Linked DNA regions of Hordeum vulgare: all the other regions are linked to region 1. A link is a contact called in public Hi-C data. All regions are on one chromosome and are shown on one strand. The core of a region is the stretch at or near the end of the contact, and the rest is flanking DNA. Distances in the headings are between cores, read along the strand shown. Region 1 overlaps LOC123434655 (pyridoxal reductase, chloroplastic). Region 2 has its middle 4.9 kb from the start of LOC123410504. Region 3 has its middle 110 kb from the start of LOC123410504.

Region 1 (3,606 bases), core at 684-3,183:
CCTGTATAAATAGCATGATAATACAAGCACCGCAGACCTAATAACTTAGGTACACACATCATGACAACTTTAACCATGGTAATCTAAGCACCGTGTACCTCGTAACTTAGGTACACACATCATGACAACTTTAACCATGGTAATCTACACATTTGGACCTCATAACTTAGGTACAAACACCACGATAACTACGACCCGGTGAAAATTAATTGTTGAGAACATACCCTCATAGATTTTAGTGTAAATAGTATGTTAATATACATATCGTATACCTAATAAATTAAGGTATAAAACACGGCGGCAACTTTGACCCGAAGAAGAAGTTGTTGAAAACATACCCCAAAAAAATTATGTGTAAATAAGAAGGTAATATACGAACCGTAGGAATGATACATTATATATTCTAGCTCAGGTGTGCTAACTTTTGACCTGAAGAAAAATCGTCGTAACATGCGAGCAAGAGTTCTTGTTTCCATGGTTTCGTCATGATGATTGTTTTTATGAAATCAGAATTTTAATTGGAGCGATGGTTTGAGGAAAAATATAGGATGAGGTTAGCTTTGTCCTCTTATGCATTCATGCATGTGCATATGAGAAAAGGCTGAAGGAACACTTTTTCATGTCTCGGTAACTTGGTTCAAATATGATAATAATTTATGTAGCATAGATGTGATAACTTAGGTATCACAGATATGGTAACTTCTGATCAGAAAAAAAGTTGTCGGAACATATAAATATGGGATGTCTCGTTGAGACAAAAAAATTATGTGAAAATGTATTTTGAATCGGAGCAACGGTTTATGCTACAAAACGTTTTAAAGTTTGATTTTTATTGGAAACTTTGATGACACTTTGGTTTTTGTGTACATGCATGCGGATTTAAGATCAATTGAGAGTAATTAGCTGATCCACTTTTTCACAAACGAAAAGAGTGCATCAGGGCGTTGGAAAGAAAACTAAAATCGAGCGTGTTGAATAGTAAGGTAGGTTACGATCGTTTGAATCTGTTGCTTAACCTCTGACTCATAGGACAGTAGTCGCGTCCATATTTTTAAATAGCACGCTATCTCAATGTTATGTTTGAAGGGGCATCATGGTAAGGCGTTTAGTGCCAATTAGCGCGCCGATGACATGTTACCGACAAATACAGAACCATCTTATGTAGGGTCTTTAAGAAAAGATTGAAGCACGTGGGTCGATATGAAGTCAATGTAATTTGTCCTCATCGTTAAAAATATATGGCCCTGAAGTCTATGTAAGACTGTGATATGGACCTCTCCAGTCCAGGCTAATTATAAATCCCTTACCCAGCGCAAAAAAGTACTCACTCCGTTTTACAATATGAAAACATTTTTAACATTACATTAATATCAAAAACGTTTTTATATTATGAGACGGAAGAAGTAAATAATAAAAATATGGCCACACGAATCTGAATTTCTCAAACAACGCGACATCGTATAAGTTTGACCCTGAACTGAATGCAGGTGGCTATAAACTGGTGCATTTGCAAAGGCGCAATTCCGATTCCCGGCGTGAAAACAGTTAGACACGTGGAGGACAACTTGGGTGCGCTTGGCTGGAGGCTGAGCCCTGGTGAGATCTCAGAGCTGGAAGCCGCGGCGATGGAGTGCCCCAAGAAAATGGTTCAGAACATATTTCAGACCACATGAGCAAACTGTAGTACTCCGTATTAAACATGACAGCAACCTGAAATAAGAGCAGAGCAGGTTGCTTTCTCTTCTGTGCCTAGTTCAGAGTTCGGTTCAGAACTTCAGAGTTATACCATTGTATAAATCCTGACTAGATGTCTAGAGCTGTATGCTGATTGCCTGTTGAGATTTAATTAACCCACGTGTTAATTAAGAAGAATCTTCACTATCCCTAACCGTCATGCACAAGGAACGCGACTGTTCGCTCGTGTCTTTTCGGACCATCGTGTCTGTTGGACGCATCCTCAAGGGCTACATATACTTGTACTCAATCATTAATAATAGAGTTGATTCATTTTGTTGTCTCTCGACTCTCTTTCGATCTTCAACACGTTATCAGCATGATAGTTTCTTCATAGAGAGCAACTAAGCATTTCCGACACAGGACTGCATCGGCGCGAGGCGGAAATAGCACCGACAGGAAACCTCCGGCACTAGCGCGTGGAAAAAGGCCACGCCGAACACTGCCGTGATGCCGGCCGCGCGCAGCCCACAAACCACCGGCGGAAGCGACGAACCATTCCGTCCAAGGAAACGCAGCATGCATGCATCTGCAGAGGAGAAATCAATCAGGTGCACACAAATTTGATTTCCTCTCTGTGATTAAACAAGGAACTTCCATGGATTTCGGTGGTGCACGAGTCGGACGGCTACTGTCCATGTGCGTCTTGTACTTGGCGTCTACACATGCACCCGCTGATTCCGATGGTGCGTCATCACCCCAACTTCACCGCGCGACCTCATTTTATTCGCGTGCGTCCTTTTGGAATAGAACGAACAAATACCGCGGATCAACCTGCGGACCCAAATGGACAAATGTTTGGATTTTGCCCGTTTTCGACCCATCCTCGGTCCAAACTTGCGCCTAGTTTGGAGGAAATGGACATCGCGCGGACGCGCTCGCCGCACGCCCTTGTCCGCCCGTGGTCCGCGTGTCGGGGACACAAGTACTCCCAGAAATTCCAACGCCTCCACCCCCTCTCCCGCCCCGCCGACGGCGCCGCCGCTATTCCCCGGCCACCTCATCCCCCGGCCGTCCATAGCAAACCCCGTCTCGACATGGCCGCCACCACGCCCGCGCTTTCGCCGTAGTTTGGGCGTCGATCGGAGGAGGTTTGGCCGTCGCCGTCGTAGCCGGCGGCAGAGTGGATGCGACCGCAGGCGACGTACCACGGCGGCCACGACAGCTTCCGACGAGTGCTCCAGAGCAGCCAATAGCCGGCCACCAACCACCCCTGCATCGAGGTAATCATCGCGGCCTCTTTGCCACCTCGAGCGCAAGGTGTTCGACACTTTGCCCGCAAAGGTATGGACAGTGGTGATGAGTTTTTCTTCCACCACTTCATTTATTCATCGGACGATTCGTCGTCCGATGATGAAGATATTGTGGTGGCTGCAGTGATGGTTCACGACCACATTCAACGGAAGCTTCCTCAGTACAAGGGGTCACTCCCTGGACGTGCTCCGAACCTGAACCGCAACAGGGAGAGGGGTCAGGCCCTGCTCTATGCCGATTACTTTGCGAACACACCGCTCTTCAAGCCGGATAAATTCCGCCGCCGTTTTCGTATGGCAAGGCATATGTTCAATCGTATCCGAGAGGGAGTGGTTGCTCATGACCCATACTTCCAGTGCAAGACGGATGCTCTTTGCAAGCTAGGATTCTCCTCTTACCAGAAATGCACCACAGCCATCCGCATGCTTGCATATGGAATTTCAGGCGATCTGGTGGATGAGTATGTGCGTATGAGTGCGACAACATGTCTGATGTCAATGTACAAGTTCTGCCAGGCTGTGATCGAGGTGTTTGGCCCTGAGTACTTGAGGCAGCCAATTGCCGCTGATACAGAGAGATTGTTGGCGAACCAACGCAGCTAGAGGCTTTCCAGGCATG
Region 2 (3,606 bases), core at 750-3,249, 460 kb after region 1:
TTTAGAACATGAACTAGTTCAAAATTTGGAACACAATTGATATTTTAAACATTTTTTGAAACAACCAAATACTTTTTGGGAATAGCAAACATTTTCTAGAAGAACCATACATTTTTTTAAATACTGGATTTTTTTTGAAGTTATGAATCTTTGGAAAAACAGCAACTATTTGTAATTTAAGACGTTTTTGAAAAAACAAAAACATTTGTCGTAAATCTAAAACAAAAAAGCAAAGAAATTTTTATTTTGAAGATCAATTTTTGAAAAACTAAAATATTTTCTGAAAATAAAGAACAGTTTTTGAAGTTAAGAACAAAGTTTGAAAAATGACCATTTAAAAATTGGAACATTTTTCAAAAGAAAGAATTTTTGGGAAATTTAGAAACAATTTGAGAACATGAACTAGTTCAAAATTTGGAAAACAATTGATATTTTAAACATTTTTTGAAAAAACCAAATACTTTTTGGGAATAGCAAACATTTTCTAGAAGAACCATACATTTTTTAAAATCCTGGAATTTTTTTGAAGTTATGATTCTTTGGAAAACAGCAACTATTTGTAATTTAAGACGTTTTGGAAAAAACAAAAACATTTGTCGTAAATCTAAAACATTTTTTGGAAATCCAAAAAAGTTTTTGAAAAATAACTAGAAAAATAAAAACAGAAAAGAAAAATAAAAAAACGAAAAAAAATAAAAAAAATGAAAAATCGATTGAGGGTTCCTTATACAAGTTTTTCAAAACTAGAAAATATCCAGGTAAGAAACTCTAGAAGGTTTCTAAAACCAGTAATGGGCTAGCCCAGTTAGAACGATCGATGCATCTAACGCACAACCTCCACTACTTGCCGTAAAATGCAGCAAATAGGAGATTCGGCGATGGTTTGGGCATATCCTATTTGGTGCTACAGGCGCCGGTTTCTTCGCTTTCTGCAAAACGGCGCCTGCACGCGCGTCTGCTGGGCTCGGCCCATTTGTGTTTTTCTTCTTGTCGTTTTCGTTCAAAACGTTCAACAAAGATGACGCTGTCGGAATTCCAACCCGTGACCAGCTCCTTTGAGGAAAAGAAGCGTAACCACTAGTCCAACGAATGACTTGGTCCCTCTTAGCGTTTTTCCCTTTTATATTTCACACTTCATTGGGGATCCCGTGGAAGCTTCCCAAAACCAGCTTTTATTTGAGTTTTTGTTTTATCTTTTTGAAATCAAATTCGAGTTTTTTAGGAAAATGATGAGCTATTCTCAAACTCCATGAACTTTTGTTAGAAAATGACTATATTTTTCAAAATTGATGAACTCTTTTTTCAAATCGATGAACTTTCTTTCAGCTTTTTGAACTTTTTTTCCAATTCGATGAACTTTTTTAAATGATTAATGAACTTTGTTCAAGTCTGTTGAGCTTTATTCAAATTCGATGATTTTTCCAGATTCAATGAACTTTTTTAAAATTTGATGAACTTTTTTTCAGATTCAATGAACTAGTTTCAGATTCAATGAACTTTTCCAAATTTGATGAACATTTTTCAGATTCGATGAACTGTATTTAAATTTGATGAACTTTTTTTCAGATTCGGTTACTTTTCTCAAATTTAGTAAAAAAAATTCAAATTTGATGAATGTTTTTTCAATTTTGGTGAACTTTTTCAAAAAATTGTGATTTCTTGTTCGAAATCCTTGAACAGTTTTTAATTCTTAAATGTTTTCATTATTCATGATTTATTTGTTTTTTATATTAATCAATGTTAACAAAACTTACTATGTGTTAACGCTTGTACTAGAAGGATCAAATAGTTCTATTTGCTAATTGTCGACAACAAACTCAGCCTAGTCTATTGGGAAGGCTGAATGCATTCGACTTAGGAGAGCACAGATCTATTCCCACTTTGCTCAAATTATCAACCAGTTTTTCTTCGCATTTGTTTTTTCCCGCAAGTTAATTGGCCTGGCCCGCTTTGCACCGCCTGCAAGCCCCAGGATCGTTGGCCGGCGCTTACAGCGCCGATTAGGAAGGGGAGTTCCTACCTGCCGCTCACTATCGCAGGCAGCCCTGCGCCGCACAGGGGACGCCCTGATTGGGCCGGCCCATTTTTTTCCTTTTTTTCGGTTACCTTTTTCTTTCTCTCTTTATTTTCTTTTTTGTTTCGTTTTTCCTTTATTTTTCCTTTTCTTTTCTTTTCTTTTCAAAAATGGTGAACAAATTTGGAAGCTAGAACAATATTTTAAAGAACGCACATTTTTAAAATCTCGAGATCACAATTTTAAAAAGGAGAATAATTTTGAAAAAACTTTGAACAAATTTTAAAGGGCGAACAGATTTTTAAGCAAGAACGTTTTTGAATTTTGAGAAAAAAACTAAAATCTAGAACAATAGAAAAAAAGTGAACAAAACCCCAAATAAATTTGAAAGCGCGGATTTTTTTTAAAGCACTAAGATTTTTGGAATTTTGAGAACAAATTTTGAAACTGAGTACAATTTGAAAAAATATAACAAATTTGAGAGCGCGAACAATTTTTTGAATCTTGAGACCAAAAAATTTGAAACGGACAAAAAATTTGAAAACCCCCAAACAAATTTGAAAGCGCGAACAAATTTTGGAGGCACAAACACGTTTTGCATTTTGAGAACAAATTTTGAAACGAAGAACAATTTTTAAAAAATAGAAAAAATTTGGAAACGCGAACAATTTTTTAAATACACGAACATTTCTTGAATCTTGAGAGATTTTTTTTGGAAAGGAAAACAATTTTGAAAAACGGAAACAAATTTGAAGGAGTGAACAATTTTTTAAAGAACGAACATTTTTTTAATTTTTGAGAACAAATTTTGAAACGGAGAACAATTAAAAAACGTGATAGAATTGGGAAGGCGAACAATTTTGAAGTACACAATTTTTTTGGAAACCTAAAAAAATTCTTAATCTATAAACAAATTTGAAAACAGGAGCAATTTACAAACACAGAACATTGTTTTTGTAAGAAGGAACATTTTTTGAAATTTATGAACAATTTTTGAAACGGGACATTTTTTGAACTGATGTACACTTTTTAAAAAGGAACATTTTTTCAACTTAAATACATTTATTGAAACGGCAAATGGTTTTTAGAAAATGAAGAAAATTGTTTAAACTTCTCGAACATTTGAAAACCATGAGTAATTTTAGAATTAGCCAACACAATTTGAATAGGTTTTCAATTCGTGAACCAAATTTCAAAAAAAAGAAACAATTTTCGTAAAATGGGAACATTTTTTATTAAAATGTGAAAAGAAGAACATTTTTTTGAAAAATCATGCAGTTTTTGAATACGAGAACAATTTTTGAAACATGAAAAAATTTAAAATATGAAAACATTTTCGAAGCAGGAACATTTCTTGAAGCACGGACATTTAAATATAAATTAAGACTACGAGAACATTTTTCAAAATTCAAAACAAAAATTATAAAATTTCAAACAGAAAAAAAGAAAAGGAAAAAGCGACCAAAGTGAAGAAATTTTTTTAAAAGGAAACAATAATATTTCTTGAGAAAAAGTATTTTTTTAAATGGCGAACATTACTTGAAAATATGAGACATTTTTCTAAAATCCCGAAAATTTATCCAAGCTAGGAG
Region 3 (3,606 bases), core at 295-2,794, 350 kb after region 1:
GATAACAATTTATACTATAAAATGGGAAATATGAACATATAATAGTTCATTCGACTCAACAGCAAAAAGAGGAGCTACGTGATTACCATACCACAAAGTTGAAAGTAAGACAAATTTGTAATATTTGGAAATCACACTTGATCTTTGCATCCCAAGAATAGATGATGTTCTATCATTGTATGTTCTGGGATACATTAATTGATCAGCACTTATTATATGAAAGTGCAAACATCTAACTATGAAATTGTTATATTATGAATATTTTTATGTCCTAGCTCTATTAAATAATTTCTACCTAGGCAATCAACGTAAAAGTGTTACTAATTACATGTCCACTATCTAAGGTCGCCCTTTCTAAAATGTCATCTATATTTTGATGGTGTGTGCACGTCTAGCTGCAATACATAGAGTTGTAGACCAAAATGACAATCATATTTCTTAAATTGGTGTCTATGAATTCCAACAACAAGTAACATATCACTACACGATTTGGCCAAACTTTGGGGAAAAGTTAATTTTTACATGCAGGACACATATTTGTAAGATGGTCCATACCCAACCAAAGCTTAGACTTTATATTAATTGTCATGATTAAAACCGTTGCATGTTCTTGAAGTTGTACGCGAGTTTTCACGAAAATTTAGTGTTCTGCATAGCTTAGTCAACATAAACTAAAACACATATGTGTTTACATGCCGATATGCATAGTGGTTTAATACATATATAAAGAATTGCACAAAGGAAAAATTTGGGTTCATACGGAATCTTCCACTGGTTCATGCTATATCTATTGAAATTTCACTTTGTTTGTTATATAAACGATGAAGCATTGCGCTTTGTACATATGTACCTTGCCTAATATGATCACATGTCAAGCAAGCTATAATATGTAAATGTTTACCCATATTTGTGAATATATTTCATGTATAGTGTCTAATAGTACAAGTACAATAATATATCAATAATCCGTGCGCATGCACGGGTTGACGACTAGTGCAATTAATTTTCCTCCAAATCTCTCGTTAAATAAGCAATGCAATTCTATTACAAAAATATTACTTAATTATGGACACAAAAATAGAATTATATATTATAACCATGCGCATTCCAATAAACGAGGTGCGTGGGCCATCACGTGAATGTGAAAGTCTCCACAATTCTATCTGGGCACCACCATAGTTGTCCGCCAAAAAACCACCCGCGGTCACCCCCCTTCTCGCCCCCATAACTCGTGGACGTAGCTACTGCCACCACCACGAGACTCGTCATGGAGTCGAACAGGCAACCTGCCACCCAGAGTCGTCGTCCCAACACCTCGAACTAATCCTCACTGATGAGGTGATGTCATAATGCACGGGCACCGCCCACTAGAGCGGAAGCATCACCTCTCACCCATCTTGCAGGTGTGCATCTCAACATGAACGAAGAAGGGCAATCCTGACTCGCAGGCGGCCAAGCGCCAAGCTCCACGCAGGAAGGCTCCACACCGAAGACTAGCCTCTGGCGCAGCCACCTCCCGGACATCACCATCAAAGCGAAATGCTGGGACCACCCGATTAAATCCGTCCTCTCCCTTTCAAACATTGGCATCCCTCGTAGTCCTAAGAGCAACACCAATAGGCCGACTCAAACGTACAATGATTTTGTTCGTTTTTCGTCCGTTTGAATAGGTTTAATGTGCATCAACATCCGTTTCTGCATTTGGTCAGCTCATGCGTTCAACATTGGCCCGACCCATTTTTTACCAGTGCGTCAAAAATAAATAAAGTAAATCATTCCCAAAAATAATATGCAAGCATTAAACCAACATCAAAAGCCGGCCACGAAGGTCGACATCGTCGGCGGTGGTGAGGTCGGGCTACGCTGGCGCATGCAGTGCTGGTGGAGGCGGTGGTGCAGCACGGGCGCGCTCGTGCCCTAGGCGCATCGTCCTCTTAGAATGGAGGTAGGCGACCTCCTCAAGGAGCAGCGCGCGGGCATAGACGACACGGGTGTTGCCGTTGTTTTTGACGGAGCCGGGCGAAGCAAGGGCGGGCGCCTCCTCCATGGCCTGCTTAGGATGAAGGTAGGCGACCTCCTCCAGGAGCAGCACGCGGGCATAGACGACGGGGATGTTGCCGTTGTTGGCCATGGCTACTGGCTAGGGTCGCCGACGAGGAAACACGGGGTGGCGAGATGGGGACGGGGGTTTGGAAGAAGATGAGGCCGAACCCCCTCCGCACACTCGGATTAAAAAAGGCCGACCGTGGACGCTGACGCGTGGGTCCGAGGAGGGCGTTCATCGTAAATTATGTTGCACACGGTGGTTGGGGCGGACACCCAGAGGGCGTGTGCGCGTCCACTTTGCGTCCGCACCGACGCATTTCAAACTCAAATTTTGGTTAGAAATGGGTCGGCGCGAACGCGTTTTGAAAATAGATAGACGTGTTGGATCATCATTTTTGTACGCGCGATCTCAAACGGTTCGCCCCGATGGAGTTGTTCTAAATCGAGCCATCAAGCCATCTCAACAGTACCAACCTCATCCGCCACGAGCGTACCAAACGCGAAGCCTGCCACCCGTCGAGTGTGGCCTTCAAGACGAAACCACTTGCAACCTGGTGCCCGCGAAGATGGGTAGGACACTTGCACGAGACCCAATACGCCCCTACCATAAGCCTCCATCGGATTCAGTTGTGATAGGCATGCCCCGAGCCCCATCGACATAGCTCATCGCCAACAATCAAATCTAGGTCGAGCCCTGACTTGGACGTTGCTCTAGCCACGGGATCATAATAGTGTCGAGAGCCCTCCACACCATGACTCCGGTGCCCACAATCGCCACCATGTCGTTCCGCTTTCCATCAACACCATGAATCTGCTAACCTAAGCCTCCATGATCGAGCTAGAGGAGAGTTAGTCTCACCGATGTCAACTCGTAACGGGATATCCCCCTCCCTCCCCCTGTGTTGCTCGATGTCAACTCGTAACGGGAAGGGAAAGTGTTTTTAGCACGAAATTCGCCCCTATGAGAACCATTAGACGTATATTTATTTCAACTACAATAATCTTACAATCGAGGTTTCATGTCATCAGATAGTACGTATCAAACTTCCTAGAAACATTTTTCCGGCGTCACTTACTCTACGGGTATCAAAGGCGGAGCACCTAGCCCTATGCGCCAACACAACCGGTCTTCCCGTCCCCCCTTTGTAGCTCACAAAGGATGCAACTGGGATAAGCTCGCATGCAAAACAGTGGCGATGGGGGTTGTCCTCCCTCTCAGCTATTGCTAGGGTGTTGCGGGCGTGCGGGGGCTCGACCTTATTCCGGTCCACAATGGAGCGGTGACTAGTTCCCAACAGAATTGTGGAGTGTGACAATGGTGAGTGGTTGCGATGGCATAGCTAGGGCACCATGTAGTTCTAGGTCGTGCAACTCGCGCGAGATCTCGGTCGGTGAGGGGTCTGGCCGGGGCTGCAACCCTCGATCTTATCATCATGTGCATGTTGATGGTGGTCGGCTGATATGTGCCCAACGTATCAATAATTTTTGATTAATCTTGGATGCTTTATATGCAATTATATTCTATTTTATATTATTTTTGGAAAGTAACCTATTAACCAA

What was found. Hi-C and Micro-C count contacts between places; a contact is called where the count stands out from the background.
Region 2: a contact with region 1 is called in a Hi-C map of seedling, with 7 times the contacts expected there. The contact joins two enhancer-like sites. A contact is called at or near these places in 4 of 6 Hi-C or Micro-C datasets (leaf and seedling).
Region 3: a contact with region 1 is called in a Hi-C map of leaf, with 2.5 times the contacts expected there. The contact joins two enhancer-like sites. A contact is called at or near these places in 2 of 6 Hi-C or Micro-C datasets (leaf and seedling).

The regions. Positions count from the first base shown.
Region 1 is chr1H:335,778,003-335,781,608 of MorexV3_pseudomolecules_assembly, forward strand. LOC123434655 (pyridoxal reductase, chloroplastic) reads left to right here. Exons shown (of 8, transcript XM_045115525.1): 8 at 1,488-2,017. The coding sequence ends at 1,673. It also overlaps the pseudogene LOC123399041. Among protein-coding and RNA genes, the nearest start is that of LOC123434655, 12 kb to the left of the region's middle. Within about 2 kb of position 1,934, at least 3 of the 3 cell types and tissues checked have open chromatin away from gene starts, as enhancers often do. A contact at or near this core is called in leaf and seedling, where this site is marked.
Region 2 is chr1H:336,235,317-336,238,922 of MorexV3_pseudomolecules_assembly, forward strand. No RefSeq gene overlaps it. Among protein-coding and RNA genes, the nearest start is that of LOC123410504, 4.9 kb to the right of the region's middle. Within about 2 kb of position 2,000, at least 3 of the 3 cell types and tissues checked have open chromatin away from gene starts, as enhancers often do. A contact at or near this core is called in leaf and seedling, where this site is marked.
Region 3 is chr1H:336,125,272-336,128,877 of MorexV3_pseudomolecules_assembly, forward strand. No RefSeq gene overlaps it. Among protein-coding and RNA genes, the nearest start is that of LOC123410504, 110 kb to the right of the region's middle. Within about 2 kb of position 1,545, at least 1 of the 3 cell types and tissues checked has open chromatin away from gene starts, as enhancers often do. A contact at or near this core is called in leaf, where this site is marked.